Linked DNA regions of Sus scrofa: region 1 is linked to region 2. The links are chromatin contacts, called in public Hi-C maps. All regions are on one chromosome and are shown on one strand. The core of a region is the stretch at or near the end of the contact, and the rest is flanking DNA. Distances in the headings are between cores, read along the strand shown. Region 1 overlaps NCOA6 (nuclear receptor coactivator 6). Region 2 overlaps PIGU (phosphatidylinositol glycan anchor biosynthesis class U).

Region 1 (5,251 bases), core at 1,543-4,042, 140 kb before region 2:
GCATGCACACGTGTTCCTCCTTCTGTAAGGCTTAAGTGGTACAGAAGCTCTTTTTCCCCAGAGTGGACTCAGTCGAACACTGCCAAAGCTGGAAGGACCTTTGTTGTATCCTAGGGCCACCAATAGTGCCTGTCTTGTTTATGCAGCTAAAATGTTTTGAGGAGCAGAAGGAACACAAACTTCAGTGAAGGATCAGAGTTCAAATTCTAGCTCCAGTGGTTACCAGTTGCAGTTGGATAAATCCTTTAACTTCTTGTAAGCCATGTACTTCACCTGTAAAATGGAGATTGTAATTCCTACCTCTGACAGTTTATACAAAGATTTATTGAGAGGGCTTAGCATGAAGGCCAGCACACTTTCTCACACAGAGCCTTGCAAAGGCTAATTCCCCTTCTCTTTGCCTCTTCACTTCAGTGCTAGAGTTACAAGGAGAGAGGAAGGTCTCCAAGGAGTTCTCTGCCCTTGCAGGAGACAGAGACTTCATAGGGCTGGGCACTCTAGATTTCTGGTTCTAGCGCTATAAATGTAGGTGAGCCCTAAGAATATTTTAAAAACCTTGTGTGACTTATATTCTCTGCTATTAAATGTTTCCATTCTACTTTCTTTCAGGAAACTTTTCCCTCCAGTACCAAGAGAATAATGATGAAATGATTAGAAAATATTCTTATCTGGATCATATACAATCCTAGAAAAATATGTGAGCCTTAGAGAGGTGAACTAGCAGTTGGAAAAAACTTCTCAATTTTAGTTAAGATTATTTCCATTCTTTTTCAAGGGGCTTCTGTGCTTTTACTTTGACAGTGTGAGAAACCAATGGTGGAGTAAAAAGTAAAAGTTAAGGTATAGTTTTAAGCTTTATTAGTTTTAAGCATCCAAATTCTTTTTTTTTTTTTTTTCCTGTCTACATCTGTACCCACTGTATTCCATATGTTCCCAGGCTAAGAGTTGAATCCAAGCTGTAGTTGCCAGCCATAGCAACACTGGGTCCAGGCCTCATCTCGTGGTGACCTACACCACAGCCCACAGCAATCCCGGATCCCCAACCCACTTAATGAGGCCAAGGATAGAACCCAAGTCCTCATGGATCCTAGTCGGGTTCATTACCGCTGAGCCACGATGGGAACTCCAGCATCCAAATTCTTAACATAAATGCATCATTGACTAGGGAAAGAAATCTGCAGAAATCACCATTTCCACAAGAGGATGAAACTTGTGGCAGAGTTTATCTAGGACATTAGACTGAGTGTCAAGATGGTAGGACATAACCTTGAATGACTGTGGCATATCTGTCCCCTCAATCTTTAACGTATGATCCAAGAAATTTCCATTCTAGAGTACATTGTGCATTCTGTTCCATTCCTCTTCAAGGGCCTGAGATCTCTCTGTCCTTCAAAGCCTAATCCTGATGTTTCTCCCTTTAATATACCTTCAGATTTCTCAATCTAGCGTTGATCGCCTTTTCTTTGGACTCTCATAGCGTTTTGTACTTTATGACTCTGGCTCACATAATGTTATAGTTCACTTCAGTGTACCACATCTTATATTTAATACTAGACTGAGTTCCTGATGGGCAAGAACAATGTAATTTGGTCTCTAAGTTTGCTTGGCACAGAGCCTCGCCTCTAGTAAATTCTTGGTAACTGTTAATTAGTAGATAACATATCAAATTGATTTGGTTTATTAAATATGAATTGAATACTAGTTTTATGCCCATCGCACTTGACAAATACTGTAAAAAAGTACAGAATAAATTATATGATTCATTTCAGGTCTCAAGGAATGTAGTTTTTAGAGGGATGAGCAATTTTTCAAAGGCCAAGGTTGAATGGTGTAATTTTCCATCTGTAAGTGGTTTGTTGCCTACTAAGGTTTGCCGTTGGGTTTTTTAGAGTACTGGACAGAACTTGACCCCAAGAGGTAAAAATTATGGGTACTATTGTCTCGTGGCCATGTTGTCCCTTGATCTTTGTATATACAAAAAAGGAAGAACATCCCTAGCAGTAGTCTTTGTTAGTGAATGTTAAAGTAGTTAATTAAATTTTGAAATATGTTTTCAAAGCCAACTTCAGTATTGTCCTCTAAGAGTATGTGTATTTCAGCCACTACTTAGCCCTTGATTCAGTCAGTATTTTCTGCTTTGTTTAGAAATGAAGGTAAAAGACTGCTCGTTTTTGTTTTTCTTGCCTCAGCCCCTTCACAGAATTTAATCCCAAAGGAAACTCCAGCCACAGCACTGCAGGGGTCTGTTGCCAGACCAGGTAAGGTCCACCTTGGAAAAATTTTTTGAATGGAATGAATAACATGTGAAGGAACCACTGCTATCCTCATTGTGCCAGGAAGTGGCTGAAACGGTCTTACCTGCTTCAGAGCAGACTTCAGTTGAGTGGCAGAGCTTGTGCAGTACTATTTGAGGTTATTTTTCTCCTGACCGGCTTGCTTTCTGACGCATTCCTGGGGTCAGCCAGGGAACTCAAGAAGGGCATCTCAGTGCCCATTGTCTGTCTGCCACCCAGTTGTGGGTGGTTTCCATTGCAGAGTTTGCCCTGTTCCATGACCCCGGCACCCATAGCTGGCAGCTGCCTGATTGGCATGTAGTAATTTGCTGGGGTGGCAAGCATCACTGCATTATGAAGGTAATTACATTATCCTGACAGGAGTAGAGGCTTGTTCAGAGAGTCTCTGCTGTCGTGAGGTAGCCATTCCTCCAGGGGATCAGTCATTTCAGTCATTTCTGGATGGCATTAAGTTTCTTCCCATGACCAAGATATTGTAAATAGCACTAGAGATGGAGTTTCTGGAAGGTGGAGTCCGTGGTAATCTGACAAATAACTGCTGTAGGCTGCTGGGTCAGCTCTGAACGCATTAGGATCTTGATGGCAGTGACAGCGCACTGCCCTCATAGATTAGATGGCTGAAGCTGATAAAGAGCATGGTTCGTTATAGTTTAGTCTTGCCTGGCTCTTTGTCACTGTAGGTTATTGAGGGGTACCAACAAAAGAAAAAGAGAAGTATGATTGCTTTTCACAAGAAGGTTAGAATCTCAGTGACAATACAATTCACACATTTGACAAAATTAAGTTTTAAAAATATACAGCCATGTTTAATTTTGAGTCTAAGCCAGTAAAAGTTGTGATTATTTTAAAACCTGCTTCAGGGTGCCATGTCCTATATTATGGATAGGACTTTCTGTTGTATATACTTTGGTATAGACTTTAAGTAAAACCAGGCCTCTGAAAAAATGGATGAGGAAAAAAAAAAATTAGCCACCCAGATTCTGCCTTTGCTACATGATACCTGAGAAGGGTAGGAATGGAGCAGATTACTCAGAGAAGAAATTAGATTGTAAAACTCACTTTTTTATGAGAAAGGGAGCGATTAGAAGAGGGAAGGGAATTCCATCTCCTGCCCCAACTCTTTTCTCCAGAAAATGGGCTTTACCATATCATATATCCTCCTTCTCAGAGTAATTAGCTGAAGAATCTTGTTCCTTTTGAAAGTTTGGCTTAAATGAATCTCCTAAAAATACTCACTAAGCCAATAATTGCCTTCATTAAATCCCTTTGGTCTCCACTTACATGAATTAGCTGTGATAGTGTTAAAATTCTCAAAAGCGTTGAATTTTGTTTCAAAAAAGCAAACCAGGAGTTCCCGTTGTGGCGCAGTGGTTAACGAAGCCGCAGTGGTTAACGAATCCGACTAGGAACCATGAGGTTGCAGGTTCGGTCCCTGGCCTCGCTCAGTGGGTTAACGATCCGGCATTGCCATGAGCTGTGGTGTAGGTTGCAGATGCGGCTCGGATCCCATGTTGCTGTGGCTCTGGCGTAGGCCGGTGGCTACAGCTCCGATTCAACCCCTAGCCTGGGAACCTCCATATGCCACGGAAGCAGCCCAAGAAATAGCAAAAAAGACAAAAAAAAAAAAAACAAAAAAAAAGCAAACCAAAATTTTTTTGTAATCAACTTTTTTTTGGCTTGAGCTGTTTTTACATTTGAACACACAGTACCTATTTCTCAGCTCTAGCAGAGCCAGCAAGGCAGCAGAGACTCAGTGAGGTTTCTTCTGGAGAGTCTCCAGGTTTTATGGATTAGATATGGGGAGCTAAATAGCAAATGAGAAGCAAAAATTCCCTTCTGCCATCTTTGAAGGCAGAGAAGTACAGCCTCCTTACATAAAGACTGCATCAACATGAGCATCATAGCAATACTAATAATGGCTAATATTGAGTAATTACCAAGTGCCAGGTGCTATATACTAAGTTTTTTAGATGCATTGTTCCATTTAATCTTTTTAACTTGGAGGTGGGTAGTGATCCCTTTTTTTTTTTTTTAGCACAGAGAGGTCAAGTAACTTGCCCAATACATGGCTACTAAACAATGAGGTCAAAATAACCCAGGCACTCTGACTTCACTGCCTTCAGGGAGATGACTGTGCAGTAAGTAAGGCAGGTTAGACATGTATGCTGAGTCTGTGATGCTGAATTCCCTGAAAGGGGGAACAGGTAAAGGGCTGTGGGAGACCAGAGGCAGGAGAGATCACTGCCGACTGGTGCATCAGGGATGGTCTTTTGCAAAAGATGAAACTACCTAAAGGTGTATGATGGAGGAAGAAGGTGTTTTTCTGCTGGTGCTGAGAAAGAAGTGCCTGGTAAACCCATAGGATGCTCATTTAAGCAAACGCTTTTAAACAAATTACTGAGAGTTTCCTTTCTTGGAGGGCATTGCTGAGAGGTTGAGGAAGAGAAGAACATAGTGGGGTATTTAGGCAATATCTCAGAGTACAGCAATCTGCCCTCTAAAATTCAGTGAAGAAATCCTTTGGAGGAGAATGCATCCTTAATAGATATTTGAGACATAGTTGAAGATTGCTGTTTAAAAAAATATGTCAAGAGGGTAAAGATAGTCTAAGAATGAAAACAATCTCTTTCACATGAGAGGAAGAGGATTATTTTACTAACCTAGTGATAGCTGGATGAAATATGAACCAGGCAGTGTGGATTCAGTTTGGTTGATCCAAACAAGATAATTTCACAGTATGGAGTAGAAATAAAAATAGACTGAGTAAAGTGTCTTATGCCCAGACAGCCGAATTTTGCCTGTGCCAACTCTCTCTATATACCATGTTAAGATAAGGATGCTGCTATGCATGGAAACACATTAGCCTAAACAGGGCATTCAGAATTTTCATAGACACCTAGCTTCTCCCTGTGGACATATACACCAGAAGCTCATACATCTCATTTCTGTCCTTTGTA
Region 2 (5,708 bases), core at 1,967-4,466:
CTTCCTGTTGGCTTCCCTTCAGCCCTTGGTCAGCTCTCAGAGGAGGAGCACCAGAAATTGGGTTCTGTCTCACCCTCTCTGATCAGAGCTGTGGTCGTTCTGGCACTCAGGAGAGCAGCATTGGTGGTGCTGAGCAGTTCTGGAGACAAATAACTCCACCACTTACGAACCTGCTTACCTTCTCTGAACCTGAGTTCCTCATCTGCAAAATGCAGTGACGGCATTGCCTACCTCGAGGTGCAGTTGCAGTGTAGTCAGGATCACATGCATTGATGCAAGAAAAGGACCTCGCATAAGACTTAGAGTGAGGGTTTAGGAAATGGCAGCCAGTCTTACTAGATTAAGGACGCAAGAACTCCATTTCCAGCCCTTAAGAGCGAAAAGCTGCATGCAGCTCTCAGTTCTCTTTCAGGAAAGGAGCTCATCATAGCTAAAGGTCTCTGGACCCCACTGACCATGTTGTCAGAGAGAAAAGCCTCAGCAAGGAGGCACTTCCTGCCCTGGGTCCAATGTCAGAGGGGCCTCTGGCAAGGGCGGCTGCCTCTTTACGCTGACAAGCAGTCATTTAAGCCCAGTAATAAAGGACGCTGACTTCATTTGTTTTCTTCCTCCACAGCTCCTGGGGGAAGGCTCAGAGCGGTGGGGGAGGGGTTGATGGGAAGTGTCTCTGTGGACTGTTTCTCAGTGTTTGCTGGGCTCTCCTCCCCACCTCTGGGCATCTTCCGGTCCCCGCAGTTTTCTGCTTCTGCTACTTGGCCTGGCCCTGTGTCTTGTGGGTAGCAGAGCCAGCCCTCTGTGAAGACCCCAGAGAGTACTTTTGGATTTGAATCGAGGGGTGGGGTCAGGAGTCTCTGGGGTGGCCTGGTCCCTGACTGACCTTCCTCTCTCTGTCTGCCCTGCCCCGCCTTCCCCAGGGAACACCCTGTCTTCTTCATGTTCATCCAGATTGCCATCATCTCCATCTTCAAGTCCTACCCGACCGTGGGGGATGTGGCCCTCTACATGGCCTTCTTCCCCGTGTGGAACCACCTCTACAGATGTGAGTACTCCTACCTCTGACCCCATGCTGGCAGATTGGTGTCCCCCGGCCAGGGAAAAAGGAATGAATAGGCACTTGCTGTGCTAGCAGCACTGATCGGCCGGGACACCATGTACAATATCTGCCTCCTTGGTGCTGTGGACTAGTGATGATAATAAAAATAACTACGTTTATTGAGCACTTACAGTATACCTGGCCACTGTGGTTCTAAGAGTGTTACACACGTTGGCTCATTTTATCTTCACACCAGACTCTGAAGAAAGTATCCCCATTTTGCAGATGAGGAAACTGAGGTACAGAAAAGTAGAGCCACTTGTTCCTTGACTGGTAGGTAGAAGGGCTGGCGTCAGATTCCAAACCTGTGAGCCTCCAGCCAGTGCTGTCCATTTGGGCTTTCTGTGGATAGTCCCATAGAATAGCCACCAGTATGCTAAGAAACTGAATTTTTAACTTCAATTTAAGAAGGCACACACAGCTAGTAGCTGTTGTGTTGGACAGTGCGGCACTAGGCCTTGGCTTTGAACCATTTCCCAGTGGTGTGTCGAAAGATCCACAGAAGACAGACAGGCAACATTAGACTTCCTGCCTGCTGTGAAGACCCCTTAAGCTCTAACCATCCCTTCCTCAAAAGGTGGCCTAGTGGTGATCTAGTTATGCTTTCTAGTGTTTCCTAGTGTCTCCCTCAGTCTGGCTCTTCACCCCCTATGTGAGTTCTTTTCAGTGTTTGTGGGCTCCCCAAGGGTAGGCTCATGGCTCCCTCACCTCTGTGTCTCCAGCACCCAAGATCAAACCTGACACACAGAACAACTCAGCACATGTTTGTGCTTGGCTCTTTGAAACCTCTCTAGTAAAGAGGCAGTGCCAGTGGCCCAGTACCACTCGATTCTCTAAACCGGGAAGGGAACTGTTGAACTTTCCTTGCCTAAGGTGGGTGCACAGCAAGGTGTCAAGAATGAACCCAGGCAGGGCAGACTTCAGAGGAAGCAAGTCTTTGTTATTGTTTTGGGACTGCTGGGTGTCAACCAGGAAGTGAAACTGATCAGCTGTTAGAAAGAACTCTACCTGTAGGAGTGGGCCTCTGAGTGAAGATAAACAGGCGAGTGGGCAGGCCAAGCCCTGCTGCTCCTGCAGGTGATGCCTGGTAGGGTGGTGGCCAGGCAGCTTGACTGGAAGCAGGAAGTGGCATCTTCTGCCTGCGACACCCTCATTACACAGTCAAGAATCATCCAGTCCAGCAGCCTCAGAGTCCGCCTGGCGCCCCTTGGCAGAGTGGCCAATGGCAAGTCACAGGGCATAGGAACCTACCCCAGTTTGTGACAGGGTGGGTCTTGGGGATGTTGATCCCCTTTCCCCTCCAAATGGAGTCGTTTTTGGCTGCATCTCCCTCGGGGAATATCTTTCATCTCCTATTGCTGAACATGGTCTGGAGCCAGATTGCCTTGAGTCTGAGTCCTGGCTTTCCCATTATAGCAAGTTATTTAACCTTTCTGAGCCTCCCGTTTTTTTCATCTGTCATATGGGGAGAATATCTTTCATGGGCGTTTCAAGTTTGAGAAAGAAGAAAATGTAAATAGCACTGCAGTTATTAATAGTAGTGATAATTATGCAGGGGTTGCAGGGCGGAGGGGTCTCCTGCATAGTTTTATGATCAAAGCCAGCCTTAGGCTTGGTACCCACAGTCATTCAGAGTCACTGAAATAAACATATTTTTCAAAACTTGAAATAAGCTATTTTATGCCCTCTGGGGTGGTGAGGCACAAAAAAATAAGGATGGCGTTTCTGAAACCCTGGATGATCTAATAGATGCTGTTGCTGGCTGGCTGGGCAAGTTTAGTTCATCTGAAGGTTCCTGCAGAGAGCCTGGGCTGCCACCTCTCGAGGCGCAGCTCCTGTGGCAGAAGGTACTCGTGCTCACGATGTCTGTTTGGGGCATGGCAGCTGTGAGTCATTACATTCAGCCTGGACCTGTGGAGATTCTGCAGAGTCTGTGTGCCTAGGTTGAATATATTCAGCCTTCTAATGTGGTTAAGAATTCAGTTTAAACATTAGTTCCAGTGCCAACATGCCTGCTCGCACATTCACTGTTTTGTTTTTCTGTCCGGCTCAGTGGGGAGAAGAGGCACGTGGGCCCCTCCCTGAGTGCAGGTCCCAGACGCTGGGACTCTGTGGGGCTTGGGGCCAGGATGAATCATACGAACGCGCAATTGCGGTGTTAGGGAACAGCCTGCTGGCAGAGCCCGTGCCAGCCTGCAGTGGTCCAGCTCAAAGAGCCAATTACCAAAGGGCTGGATTGTGTGTCTGTGTGTGTGTGTGCTTTATTTTGTTTTTATTAACTGTTTTATAGTGATAAAAGAATACTGATTTTAAAATACACATTAATTATAAAAAATAACACAACAAAGTCCTATATACCCAGAACCTAGTTTAAGAAAAGAAACATCACCACCATGACCTTTGAAGTCCCTAAATCCCCTCTGTTCCCCTCCTGATGGGACTGGATTCTTCAAGTGGGATTTTATTTCTGAATAAGCCTGAGACTCAGGGAAGGAAAATGACTTGCCTGAAGTTTTGGCTTGTCAGCAGTGGAGCCAGAGATCAGAGAAAGTCACCCAGTAAACGTGGTGGGGAATCTGATTCCATCTGGCCTAGCACAGCTGATGAAGGGTGAACCCTTGCGTCTCATCAGGCCCGGGTCATCTCTTACATCTCCGATACCTCCTAGTGCCTGGAACAGGCCGTCCTGTGCCCCAGGTCCCTGGCTCCATCTGCTCTGGCATGTAGCTATAATCCTCTGGCCTGTCAGCCAGCAAGAGTGAGCAGCAGCTCCCCAGTCCTGCAAAGGTCACCACAGGCCAGAAGCCAACTGGACGCTGGTGACGACGGTTCCTCCAGGCACATGGGAATGTATCCTTGCAGCTCTTTGTGACTGCACCCAGGAGCGGCATGTGAGCCTCTCTCAACCTCTTGGTCATCTGTTGTCACCGAGTCTGAAATCCAAAGGGACTAGAAGAATAGAACAAAAATCCACTTGGGCCATCAGGCCACAGGAGTTTCATCTTAGGAATAGTGTATGTTCTTTTCAGCAAAATAATTTCCAGGGGATCAGAAAGAACCACTGAGAAATGTAAAGGACCACCAATGTTGGAGTTCTCCTTTCTTGAAGATATAATTTAATATTTATTAAAAATATGTTTATTAATAATAACAAGCATAATTCTCAGTGTACACATCCCTTTTCCCAGACTTCTGTTTCTGGGAGCAAGGACAAGGCTTCCAAGAAGTCTCAGGCTTGAGTCAGGGCTTTCACCTCTCAGCTTTGAAAGCCCAGGATCCTGGAAATTCAGATCAGAAAAGAGGACCTTGCAAGTCCTCCAGGCGAGCGTTTCCAAATTTTGGGGTTTCATGGACCACTAACATTTCAAAAGATCCTGGTGACCAAGTTGCCAACTTTTTGTTTTACTGAAGAAATTAAAACAGTCAGGAGTTACCTGGTGGCACAGCTTTGCTGTGGCTCTGGTCGCAACTGTGGCTCTGGTCGCAGCTGTAGTGTGGGTTCGAAATCTGGTCCTAGAACTTCTATATATCGTGGATGCAGCCAAAAACAAAAACAAAAAAAGAAAACAAAACAAAAAACAGTCAACTACTAGTTATTCATCCCCATTTCATAAAAGGAAGGACATTTTAACAACAGCAGCCAGCAGCAAGACACCTATCATTTTTCAATAAAGAGGGAACGTTAAGTTGAAAACATTCAGCTTTAAGAAAACTCCGAACTACCTTGTCCTGATGATTCTCAATGTGACACAGACCCATGAAGTCTCTGTTACAGACTGGTGTGGGCTGCTTATTTGGTAAGGGTCTATAGCTGTACACCAGTGGGTCCCAGTCTTGGCTGCGTATTGGAATCACCAGGGGAGCTTTTAGAAACCAGTATGGACGCCTGGGCCCCACCCCTGTCGACTCTGATTGACTTAGTCTGGGCAGGGCTCCCCAGATGAGTTCATTTTACAACCAGAATTGAGAACCTTGTCTGTAATCCAGTCCGCCTTCCAGTGCATGAACCGCCAGGATAGCATTTCAACCAAGTCACTGTACAACTGAGACAAGAGGCCTTAAGGTTCATCCCTTAAATGTCCCAAAACTCTGACTTGGGAGAAGGGATTTCCTGAAGGTCAGGATCAGAGAGGGGAAGGGAACTTCTGATCATTAAGTGCCTGCCAGGAAACTTACCTGAGCTTTTTTAAGTGCTAAGTTTTTGGTGTTTTTGTTTTTTTTTTTTTTTAAGTGCTAATTTTTAAGGCATTCTTTTAATTAATTTTAAATAATATTTATTAGTTTATTTAAAAATGCAATAAAGTATAAAGAAACGATAGCATATAATCCTACTGTCAGAGATCCCCTATTGAATTAAATGGAAAATAAAAGCACAGTGTGGTAGGCAGAATAATGCCTCCTACAAAGATGGCCACCCCACAATCCCCAGAACCTGTGACTACATCACTTTACATGGTCAGAGGGTCTAAAGTATAATTGGAAGGCAGAAGAGGAGATCATAGTGATACAATGTGAGAAGGACTTAATCCATCATTGCTGGTTGAAAAAGGAAGGGGGTCATGGGCCAAGAATGTAGGCAGCCTCTACACACTACAAAGGCAAGGTCACGGATTCT

The links. A called contact is a pair of places that touch in the nucleus more often than the background predicts.
Region 1: a Hi-C map of skeletal muscle shows a contact between it and region 2, with 6 times the contacts expected there. The contact joins two enhancer-like sites. A contact is called at or near these places in 2 of 47 Hi-C or Micro-C datasets (liver and skeletal muscle) and 1 of 2 datasets of contacts at active chromatin or transcription factors (skeletal muscle).

The regions. Positions count from the first base shown.
Region 1 is chr17:38,125,847-38,131,097 of Sscrofa11.1, reverse strand. NCOA6 (nuclear receptor coactivator 6) reads left to right here. Exons shown (of 16, transcript XM_021078293.1): 13 at 2,190-2,258. Among named protein-coding and RNA genes, the nearest start is that of TP53INP2, 24 kb to the right of the region's middle. Within about 2 kb of position 2,792, at least 1 of the 83 cell types and tissues checked has an H3K27ac peak or open chromatin away from gene starts, as enhancers often do. A contact at or near this core is called in skeletal muscle, where this site is marked.
Region 2 is chr17:37,981,184-37,986,891 of Sscrofa11.1, reverse strand. It overlaps PIGU (phosphatidylinositol glycan anchor biosynthesis class U), which reads left to right. Exons shown (of 12, transcript NM_001185136.1): 10 at 915-1,039. Among named protein-coding and RNA genes, the nearest start is that of MAP1LC3A, 26 kb to the right of the region's middle. Within about 2 kb of position 3,216, at least 35 of the 83 cell types and tissues checked have an H3K27ac peak or open chromatin away from gene starts, as enhancers often do. A contact at or near this core is called in skeletal muscle, where this site is marked.